Linked DNA regions of Hordeum vulgare: region 1 is linked to region 2. The links are chromatin contacts, called in public Hi-C maps. All regions are on one chromosome and are shown on one strand. Each heading gives the region's core, a stretch centred on a gene start, on an enhancer-like site or on the middle of the called end of the contact. The rest is flanking DNA. Distances are from core to core; before and after follow the strand shown. Region 1 has its middle 17 kb from the start of LOC123447512. Region 2 has its middle 13 kb from the start of LOC123449974.

What was found. Hi-C and Micro-C count contacts between places; a contact is called where the count stands out from the background.
Region 1: a contact with region 2 is called in a Hi-C map of seedling, with 2.7 times the contacts expected there. The contact joins two enhancer-like sites. A contact is called at or near these places in 2 of 6 Hi-C or Micro-C datasets (leaf and seedling).

Annotation. Positions count from the first base shown.
Region 1 is chr4H:602,617,226-602,623,023 of MorexV3_pseudomolecules_assembly, reverse strand. No RefSeq gene overlaps it. Among protein-coding and RNA genes, the nearest start is that of LOC123447512, 17 kb to the right of the region's middle. Within about 2 kb of position 3,248, at least 3 of the 3 cell types and tissues checked have open chromatin away from gene starts, as enhancers often do. A contact at or near this core is called in leaf and seedling, where this site is marked.
Region 2 is chr4H:602,553,365-602,558,659 of MorexV3_pseudomolecules_assembly, reverse strand. No RefSeq gene overlaps it. Among protein-coding and RNA genes, the nearest start is that of LOC123449974, 13 kb to the right of the region's middle. Within about 2 kb of position 2,164, at least 3 of the 3 cell types and tissues checked have open chromatin away from gene starts, as enhancers often do. A contact at or near this core is called in leaf and seedling, where this site is marked.

The DNA.
Region 1 (5,798 bases), core at 1,999-4,498, 63 kb before region 2:
CCTAGCTTCGGACCTCTACCTTGAGATATGACGGATTTAGCACCGACACCTGGTTGTAGGAGAGAGGAGAGGAGCAAGAAAAGAAGCGGGTCACAAATTTACAACCGGCTGTAGCACGAGTTACAATATCCTTTGTGAGAGAATGAGATGGGCCATATAGTAATGGTACAACATTTTTTCGATAAAGGGCATTGTATTACTTAAAGGTTTAACTATTATACCCGACCTCTGCATAACTAAGATACACACATTCAAACAAAGTCCACACTATAAAAAAGCAAGAATAAAGGTGAAATACAAGAAATCATGAATCTGTATAAGTTCTAAACAATAGGAGGGTCAGTCCTAAGATCATGTTTCCATTCATATTGTCTCCTTTTTAATTGCTTTGGCACATCATGTTTTCATCTATGAGACACTCATAATACATGTACACCGAGTGGCATCTTACTTTAGGTGGTGCAATAGTAGATCTAGATCTAGGAAATACACATGCATATAATAATTTAGAGTGAATTCTGTTTTTTACCTTGTAGTTGTACATTTGTGACACATGTTACCCAATTTAGTGGAACTTTTATCAAAATATCAGATTTTGATGACTTTTAACACGGTAATTTCTCAGATTTACATTTTTCTTGTTTATGTTGGATAGGATTGGCATGTTGCGTTAATGATTCATAGAAAAATATGTAAAGATCAGAGGACATCGTTGACGATCATGTCCAGACTTCTCTCGTCCATCTGTTCCATTCCTCATCATCGTCCATATATTTTTGGATTCCGGACGTCACCTGACTCAACTCACACCTTGCCTGATGGACATGCATCAGAAAACGAATGTCCAAAGCTTCCAAAAGGGGTATTATAGACGAATTTCCACTCGATAGGGTAATTAGTGTCAAAAATGTACAACTACAGAGTAAAAGGAGGAATTCACTCAATAATTTACTACCCCCACATCATGCTCGCTCTCTGGGCAATCCATTGGCAGAGGTCAAAGCTTCGAAGCAAACAAAGCGGCCGTACGTCAAGAGGACCCCATATTACAAGTAGCTCCACCATTTTAGTTAGAGCAACTGTATCCGCTCTCATATAATTTTGGGGGCTATTTAGTACTCCTTTACACCTCTATGAATGACTGTTTCTAACTGATATTCCAACTGAACAGAGTAAAAACATTGATAGAGGAAAATATCTCTAGCAATCGAGAGGTGTGCGATCTGATGGACAAGGGTTGAGCCCGGACGACGGGCAGACATGGATGTGTCGGCGGCCGGTGAACAGGTGAGATGCGAGTGGTGAGTGGAGGAGGACATATCGAGAGGTGCACGCGGGGGAGGGGGGGTGTTAGTGGTCGAGTTGGCTGCCTGGTTCGCTCCCGTAAAAACTCTTCAAAACACCATGGCTTCGACGAGTAAGTGGGTTGAATCCGGCGACGACGATCATTGTTGCACCAATTTGTAGTCGCCGACGACGAGAAATCAGCTGAGTCAAGGTGGCGGATGAACGCAAAGAGTGTTGCAAGTGGTCACCCGTGGCGCATGGTGTCCGATAGAGGTAAGTAGGGCGGCGTCAGAGTGGATGAGACACACGGGTGGGTGGGTCCGGCTGAGGGTGGAGGGGAAGACTTTTTACTTGATGATGAGTGGACGGCCGAGTAAATATAAGAGCCGGGGCGGCCGTGAAGGTTAGTTTTTTTTACAGTTTTACTAAAGCACATCTAAATGTGCCATAACTATCACACATATAAGTTCAAAGTCATTGATCTTACACGAAGATTTGTGTGGATATTTTTCTTTTTTACTTTTCTTTTACTTTATATACTTGATTGAGTCACTTAGATGTGCAATAACTAAGGCACATCTAGATCCTAGACACACCCTATTTTTTACTCCTCTAAATTGTTTAAGAGATCAATTAGGTGGCGATGAGAGGAGAAAAAGTAAAATTTTACTCTCTGCTCTAGGCGTAAGTACCTATATATTGTCAAACAACAGATGATCCAACGTGCTCTGTCGCTCTTGAGATTTGAGATTCGAGATTTGAGAAGGTGTTGTGGACAGGACAATTGAGCACTAGGACGTGCGCGAGCATGACAAAGCTAGGACCACGTACAACCACGTACTACCGTCTGGCCATCTTTGGCGCCCCATCCAGAGGGATAGGAGAGGATAGGTGACCACAGACCTGCATCGCTTTAAGAATTTCTGGTGCGTGATCGCTAGCTTTTGTCGTCTGTGTGTGTGCATCTCTAGCAGAATTGGCAAGGGAAAATTTTCCACTCGTGGGTCCAAATGGACAACGCTAATTAAAGCCCCAACCCAATGATTTTCGCGGGTTGGGGCCCGGGCCGTTTTCTCTTCCAATCTACAATGTGTTTGTCAATCTACTGATCTAGGTTACGGGTAACCTTATCGATTGGCGGGGCATCACCAATTATTGATTCATGAAGTCTGGTAAGTTTGTACCAAACTTTAGGGATCCCGGAATTATATCTTACTTTGAGTATAACTATAGAATCTCCGACGTAGGGCACCCCTTATGAGTGTGTATACTCGGAAACCAACGAGAAAAAAGTTTGTATACTCGAATGTATATGGCATATCACTCAAGATTTCTTATACACTCGAGCCAGTGAACACTCTACTCCGACCCCGGTATGCACCGCTCAGTAATTGTTGTTGTACCAAAAATCCTTCTTTCTTTGCATCTTAAAAAAAAAGCTCTTCTTGGCTTTGTCCCCTTTCTATCGGGAGGGGGTCTATGTCACGTAGATGCAGGGGCACCGATCCCTCTTTTCTTGGCTCCCGATTTTTTTTTCTCTATACGTTTCAAGCAAAAGTTCAAATTAAGTTTCATTTCTATATTCGAGTTTCTTGTGTCGAGGTCTTTCAAATAAGATCCGTTTCAAATATGTCTTGACTAGTATCTGAAACTTCGTTAATAAGTTTTAACAGCTGAAGCTTGGTAGTACGAGCAAACAGCAAAATCATAAATTTCATAAACTAAAACTTAAAAACTTGTTGTGCCCTCGCGTGAAACCCAACGACTTTACTGTTTGCGAAGTAATCAAGCGGCTGAGCACATCTGAATCTTATGTGAATCTCACAGGAGCAACGTGTGTGGTACTGGGAATATGCCCTTGTGAGGCCGATTGGAGCTTAGCTCTCCCTCTAACACGTACTTAGGTCATAGGAACCCTCCGGAACCATGGCCCATGGCATCCAATCGACTGGTGCAGCGTAAATCCACGTACGGCAGGCCAGGGGTGAGGGCTACAGCCAGCTACCAGCGCACGCGCGGTCGATCACTCGTCTCCAACGATGGCGCATCGTCTCGCGGCACCGGAATAAGGGGCGGCAGTATAGTAGGCGTCGGTGGCAGGCTGCTTCTTGGCCTTTATTCTGCATCCAGGAATAATGCATGCATGCATAAAATTACTACTCCCTTCGTCGTTAAATATAATTATTTTTAAATTTTTTACTAGAAGCCTACATACCAATTAAAATAAGTAAATTTATATTTTGAAATATGTCCATATATACCCGTATGTAGTCTTTTAATAAAATCTTTAAAAAACTTGTATTTAGAAACAGAGGGAGCAGTAGCCAAACGCCAACGGAGTCAAGTGCTCGGACAGAGTTAATAAAGCGCTGGCAGCAGCATTTTAGGTAGTCGGTAGGAGTATCCTATATATCTAAATAATCGATCCTCACTATTTCTATTCTTTCAATATCACACATGTCACCTCATCACATATGTCACATCATCATTTCACTAATTATTTCTTTTAACATGAAAAATGCTATTTATATTCTCTCGGACATACAGACATCTTAACTCTTCACACATGTCACCTTATCAACACTAGTGCGGACGGGGCCTTTAGCCCAGGCCCGAAAGGGGCTTTAGTCCCGGTTCACCAACCGGGACTAAAGGCCTAACCTTTAGTCCCGGCCCTGTCCAAGCCGGGACTAAAGGTGCTCCACGTGGGCCCCTCGTAGCGCCGCAGGGGCAGGACCTTTAGTCCCGGTTCGTTACACGGACCGGGACTAAAGAGTTTCAGATTTTGTTTATTTTTGGGTTTTTTTTTTATGAAATTATTTTTGGGTTTTAGAGTTTAGGTGTTCGGGGGATTAACGTGATGCCTCGTTTGGTGTTGGAAATTAGTTTTCATATAATTTAAATAGAAATAATTATGCATATATATATAAGATTAACTTATCTTACAAGCGAGCATATATATACAATTATATGGAGATCTGAATTATCGGGACTAGAGCCCGTCTATTCGATTACATGGACAAACATCAGTAATGGCCCCTAGCTACACTAAATCGTCCTTTGTCATCTATAGCTTCCGTCCTCAGAAAGGTCGCAAGCTCCTCTGCAACAGCAATCGCGCGTTGCTCTGGTAGGACCTTCGTCCTCATGGCCGTGTACTATATAAGAAGAGGAGATGAATATGAATATCAATCATGATAACAAAGAATGACGAGTAAAAATAGAGGTGTGAATGTTCATTGCTTACGTCAAATCTGTGATCCTTGTGCTCAGAGGTAAACGTGCGAATGGTCTCGCAAACATAGTATCCGCATAGATACGTTCCCCGTGGCTGTTGGTCGCACTTTACGAGAATATGATATATATATAATCAAAATAATAATCTAGCATCATAAATGTATTGAAAATAGAAGTATATCATACTACTACTTACCTGAGCCACTCTAAAGGTCAGCTTCTCAGGCTCGATACCGGAAGTCACGCACTTGAACCGCTTCCAAACCCTACCCGACAAGGATAATGATTTGCTAAGTTTTTCATTAATTGATATATCAGAAAATCATCGAAAGAGACCGATAGAGCGCAAGAATGATTGAAATTACCCTTGGAGCATGTCCTGCAGGCTTTGGAACTGTTCCAAGGGTCTCGATAATGGGTCGAAGGCATCAACTTTTCCCTTATCAATTTGAATGTCCAACAGAATCCAATGGAAGCTGCACATGTATATATATATATATATATGTGTGTGTGTGTGTGTGTGTGTGTGTGTGTGTGTGTGTGTGTGTGTCAGTAACTAATCAATTACACTTATAAGTGAATGGACACAACAGAGTAAAGACCCTCACCTGAAGTTGTATGGAAACAGTATGTAGTCACAGAAATTTTGATCTGTTAGAAACCTTAGAAGGTTTTCCTCCGTCTCCTTGGGTTTATCAGTTAGCGTCGCTATATGTATTTTATCTGGGTCAATAAACCCAATATTTAGGATGTTCCTACTTTTACAATCGAGAATCTTCATTCTGCATAATAGAGTACAAGTTATATATAGACAATGAATTGAAATAACTAAACAAGTTATATGTAGATAAAGAATTGAAAAACTTACAGACAATAGCAACTCATAAGCGATTTGTCGAGGGCGTCGCCATTGTACATCTGGAAGAGTTCATCAAAGTCGATATGGATTTCTTCGGGGCGGCCGTAGTACTCCCGTGGGACACTCACCACGATCATCGTTCTCCCATTCTTTGATTCACTTAAGTACCATGTATGCAAGTAACGCATATTTGTTGGGAGATCATCTTTGCTGACCAAAGGCGCTCCCATGACAAACTGTGGCTTAGGGGCTACCACAGCCGTGGGTAACCTGTCGTCTTGGGAAGACAGAATGTCTTCAACCGGGATACCCCATTCAGCCGCCCACTTCTTTGCTAATTCGAAATCTTGCCCCTGCACCGGAGGGGGGACATTCTCGGTTAACACCCTCACGGGCGGGATCGACTGTTTGGCCT
Region 2 (5,295 bases), core at 915-3,414:
TTTATACTTCCTTAAGATGTCGTGAAGATAATTTTGAAACGTGGACATCTTTTTAAATGTGACAAATACTCTTCCAAATATAATCAATATTTTATGAAGGTTCTTCAAACATTTTTTAAAACCTGGTGAACTTTTTTAAACAGGTGGTTAACATTATAGAAAATAAAAAAAATCCATTTATAAGATATAAATCAAAATAATTATAAAAGAAAAAGGTCAGAGAAAAGTGCGCTCGAGAGCCGGGCTGATAATTTACAGGCGGCTGAGCGAGCGTAACACTTAACACGCAGCATGCTTGAAGTAGCGGCCCTGCTGCTCAAGATATATAGCATCCCATGACACCAATGTTTTTTTTTCTTTGTTTGCTGGGGCTGAGCGGGAGCCACTAGTTAGCAAGCGCTCCTTCTGAAGCTTCCCAGCGAGCACTTCTGCGCGTCGCCACTTGGCGCGTTTTCGGTCGCCGCCATATCTCGCGCTCTGAGCGCTTCCTTCAATTTTTTTAATTTTTTCACATGCGTTTTCAGCTTTTTAGACTGGTTTTTTTTTGGTGTTGCGATTTTTCACCAATATTTCTTAATTTTTTGACGAAAAAAATAAAAACAAATCATGAAAAAGAAATTTTCCGTGAAAGGCATTGTTTTGCCTTCGCGAGAAGCATGGCTGTGCCTCTCAAAAACAAAAACAAAATGAGTTTCTAATTTTTTTTTGGCGAGAGGCACGATTTTGCCTTCGCGAAAGCCATGAAAGAAATGCGTTTTTTTTGCGTGAGAGGTACGGTTTTACCTTTGTGAGTGGCACGTCCGTGCCACTCGGAAAGGAAAAAACACGTTTTTTTCTTCGTGAGAGGCACGTTTTAACCTTTGTAAGAGGCACGCCCGTGTCTCTCGAAAAGGGAAAAAAATGTGAAAATACGTGTTTTCTGTTTTATTTCTACCATGGGAGGCATGGTTTTTTATTCGGTTTTCTTGATAAAAAAAGTTCGTCAAAACCTATCAACATGGGATTTAGTTTTGAAGATCTCAACGTGAGAAATGAAAACGGTTCGAGATTTGGATGCATGGTTTTGAAGATAAAACATTTTGAAAAAACGGATCTACAAAAAAAAGGAAAACTACAAGGTTGCAACGAGTGACATGCATGCAGTGCGCTACTTGTCGTCACGTGAAGAGGTGGGAGTGATCTTTGAAAGGAGTACTCGCTAATTAGTGATTTCGGGATTGACATCAATGTTGTTACCGGAGGATAGTTTTATATGGGATTCATGTATATTCCTGCTCTGCGCAACCCAATAATTTGTCATATGGGCAATTCCTATTTATTTATCCTATGCACAACCCAATAATTTGGTTATTATATATTTTATCCTTCATTTTTTGTTTTTTTATTCTAATTTTTAGTTTATTTTAACTGTGTTTTCATAGCTTAAGAACTTATATTAACACATGTATGAATAGTTTTAAAAATCCATGGTTTTTTAATACATGAACATACTGTATTTTATATACAGGAATATTTTTGTAATAAGTGAGTGCATATTTTATTTTATACTCCCTCCGTTCCTAAATATAAGTATTTTAAGAGATTTCACTAGTGGTCTACATATTGAGCAAAATGAATGAATCTATATTTTAAAGTATATCTATATACATGGGTATGTAGTCCACTAGTGGAATCTCTAAAAAGATTTATATTTAGGAACTGAGGGAGTACATATGTACATGAATGTCCTGCCATTTTCGGCAACATTTATTTTTCACATTGAGACTAACTTTGCCGTAAATTTTTATATTTTTGGTTTTGTTTTCTTGAAAAAAAATTGTAAATGTTTCAAGAAAGAATTATTATTATTGTTCTATACAAATGCTGCAGATTTATTGGAGTTTGCCATGGCCGGGCCGTATAATGGGGCTTCTCCACGCCATTTGTGCCGGATATGAGAATATTTCATATTTGTCGCTGATTGCAACAAGTTGTCCATGTATTATTATTTAAATTCTGGACATTTCTTATTCTCACGTTAATATAGTGTTCATATTTGTTGCAACGTGTCCCATGCTATGTATTTGTAGAAAACCGACCGAAAAACCAACGTACAACTGTAAACTAACCAAACCAATAAAAATTGCTCAACACAAAGGGTTCTACGATGGGTTGTAGGGCCGGCCCAGTAAGAAGACTCTTGCATGAGCCGCAAAGAGCGGCAAATAGGAGCTCTCGAGTGTGAGGTCTCTGCTTCCATGGCCTTTGCGGCTGCGGGCTCTGCTTTTGTTGCCCTCCCCTTTTTCTCTTCTTCTTTTCCCTCTTCTCCTTTGTTTCTCGGTTGAATATTCCATGGCTCCTTCCCCATGGAAGGAATCCTACCTCCAAAATGTACATCCACTTTTCACCTTTACTTTGCATGCACACTATTATTCGTCAGAAAAAACTTTGCATGCATGCATTAATGCTTTGCAACCTCCACTCTCAAAAGGTCGTGGTATGGTAATTAGCTTGTTATCTTCTTCTTTTCGTCCTCGGTGAGGTGGCCGGAGAGAAGTTCATGAGATCCACCGCTCAACTACCAGGATAAGGATATATCCTAGTATCCTACTCTCACATGAGACATGACAAGAAGGATATGATATGGCTATATCCTGCATGACACAAACCAACCAACTATAAACTAATATAAGACGTTCTTCTTTTCAAAATAAATGTCTCGTTTTTACTATAATTTTATATTAAGATTAATATAAAATTGAGACATCTATTTTAGGACGGATGAAATATTACTTTACAGAGGGGATACTAATTAAACTAAAGGAGTAATTATCATCATCTACTACAAGCTGCTGGCGGCGACCGTAACTGTCCATATATACATATTTGGGGTCCCCAAACGTTTCATAATGTTTACTGGATAGATACATACAGAGAGAGATTGGTAGTAACCAACCAACACATCTGTTTGTTGGGGTGTAGTCGTCAATCTTAGCACATTAACTATGCGACAACGAGTGAAAGCGTCAACCCCAACCAATTTCTACTTACTTACTGTATTTGAGTATTTGACACACCAACCATATGATATCTGATATTTTCTTGACGTAAATATGCTCTTCTAGCTATAGCTTGTACCAACCCTTCAAACAAAAGTTACCTCCACCTGACTTGATGTGGCATAACTCGTAGGTAGTAGTTAATTAATATCTCTTCAACCATTAGCGTCGCAAAGATCACGGACCAATGTTTGAGCTAGCTAGGTAGGGTCTATAGCTAGCAATCTGCTGTGTGGCTGCATAGCTAGCTAGATCTGTTGGTTTCCATAAACAAACTACTAATGTACTTGTCATTACCAACTTGATTATACCTTTTCCTCCATCCCAACAGAACATGATTAGAAGACCCTGGCTACATATATCTTTAAGCATCGATACTTGTCTGCTCGAAATGGTAAACAAACCATGCATGTATGCATCACGTTCATCTATCAATCTCCACGTGGTTAGAATTACATAGTGCTAGTGGTATTTTTATTCCTCCGTAGGGAGTGCAATCAATTCAAGACATGGTCAGCCAAATCGATCGAGAGAATCGCGTCAGGGTTTTTTCTGCTTTTCATTTCCTCTGGTCACCGGCTTGCGCAAACTAAGTATATATACTCCCTCCGTTCCTAAATATAAGTCTTTGTAGAGATTTCACTAATGAACTACATACGGATATATATAGACATAATTTAAAGTATAGATTCAATCATTTTATTTCGTATGTAGACCCTTAATGAAATCGCTTAAAAGACTTATATTTAGGAACGGAGGGAGTATAATACTACTACTACAAATTAAAATGCATGCTATTCTAAAATAAAGTGAAAAAAAAGATCTGCACTGACATGAAGACCTAGCTCCAACTCAATTGGTTGATGCAGAAAGCAATTCTAATTCTAACTCTATAATTAATTACTCGATGATATATATATATATATTTAGAAAAGGAGGATGACCCTCGGCCTCTGCATCTCGAAGATGCATGCGGCCATTTTATTGATTATTCTCGAACACCTTACAAAACAGTACAACAATATGCCTGAACCCGCCATCATGGTAACATTTGCCGTTACCCCTATCCATATGATGAAGGGGTGCAAGCTGGACCAAATACCCAGACCTCTCACCTAAGCTTAACATCTAAAGCCGGAGACCCTGACCGAGCCACATACCGGGTCCGGGACACAAACCGGTCTGACACACTCACATATCGTCGCCGCCATCTTCCACTGGTCCATCTTCAGATCAGATTGAGGTACCAGCCTTGGCAGGTGCCTCCGCCATCGACGCCATCATGACGCCAAACGACGACCTTCGCCTACGCGAGTCCATCTCCAAGCAACGGACGGAGATCCATGCTAGGATAGGGCCGCACCACTGCCGTCGCCTACCACCCACAAGCGCCACCCAGCCCCAAGGTTCCCAAAGCGGCGCCTTCAAAAAGGGAACGGCGCCGTGAGCGCCGCCGCCGCCCAACAAAGTTAAGGCTTTCGCCCGGGAGACCTAGGGGAAGGGGAAGTGAGGGGATCAGTCCATACCGACGCCTCCAAGGAGGGGAACGACGCCCTCAGGCGTCGCCGTCGACGCGGCCGGCCATGGCCGACCAGGGATTTCGCCCGAACTAGATCCCCACCACCACCAGCACCTCCTGTACAAAACCGGATCGCCCGAACTTGTTTAATTAGACCTTGATCCAAAGCACCAGATAAAACCCCACTACTAGAAATCAGAGTCTAATTAAACAAAAAAAAAAGGAAACTCGTGAGTGGTGAAAGCGTATACACCAGAACCCCAAAAGAAGATCCATCCAGCTGCAGACAAAAGCCGCCATTTTTTTCATTCTTTCTTTTTCAGAAGGAAACAACTAACATTTCATTGAAATGGTGGCAAAAAAAAAATGCTCGATCAATTAATTAAGCAGAAGAAAGCTGCCTAGTAAATTAGAAGTAAAACGGACGGAAATCTGTACATTCCTAATGTCCTTGGAAAAAAAATCAATATTCCAAAATACTTTCAAAAACATTCTTTTTTATTCGCAAAAAATAGTATTTTTGAAGCATTGATTTTTTTTATCTAGAACATTTAGGTATGGGTTTTTTTTCATGAAAAATTGCACATACGCAGAGAGCTCATCAATGTTTGTTGCTCAAAACATATTTTTATTAATTTCAATCTTCTTGTTTGAGAATATAAATTTCATTACTCGTGAGGTGGCATTTGAGCTGGCCGACCTTCCATCGCCTTTGCGTTTATGGGCTATGCTTTTGTC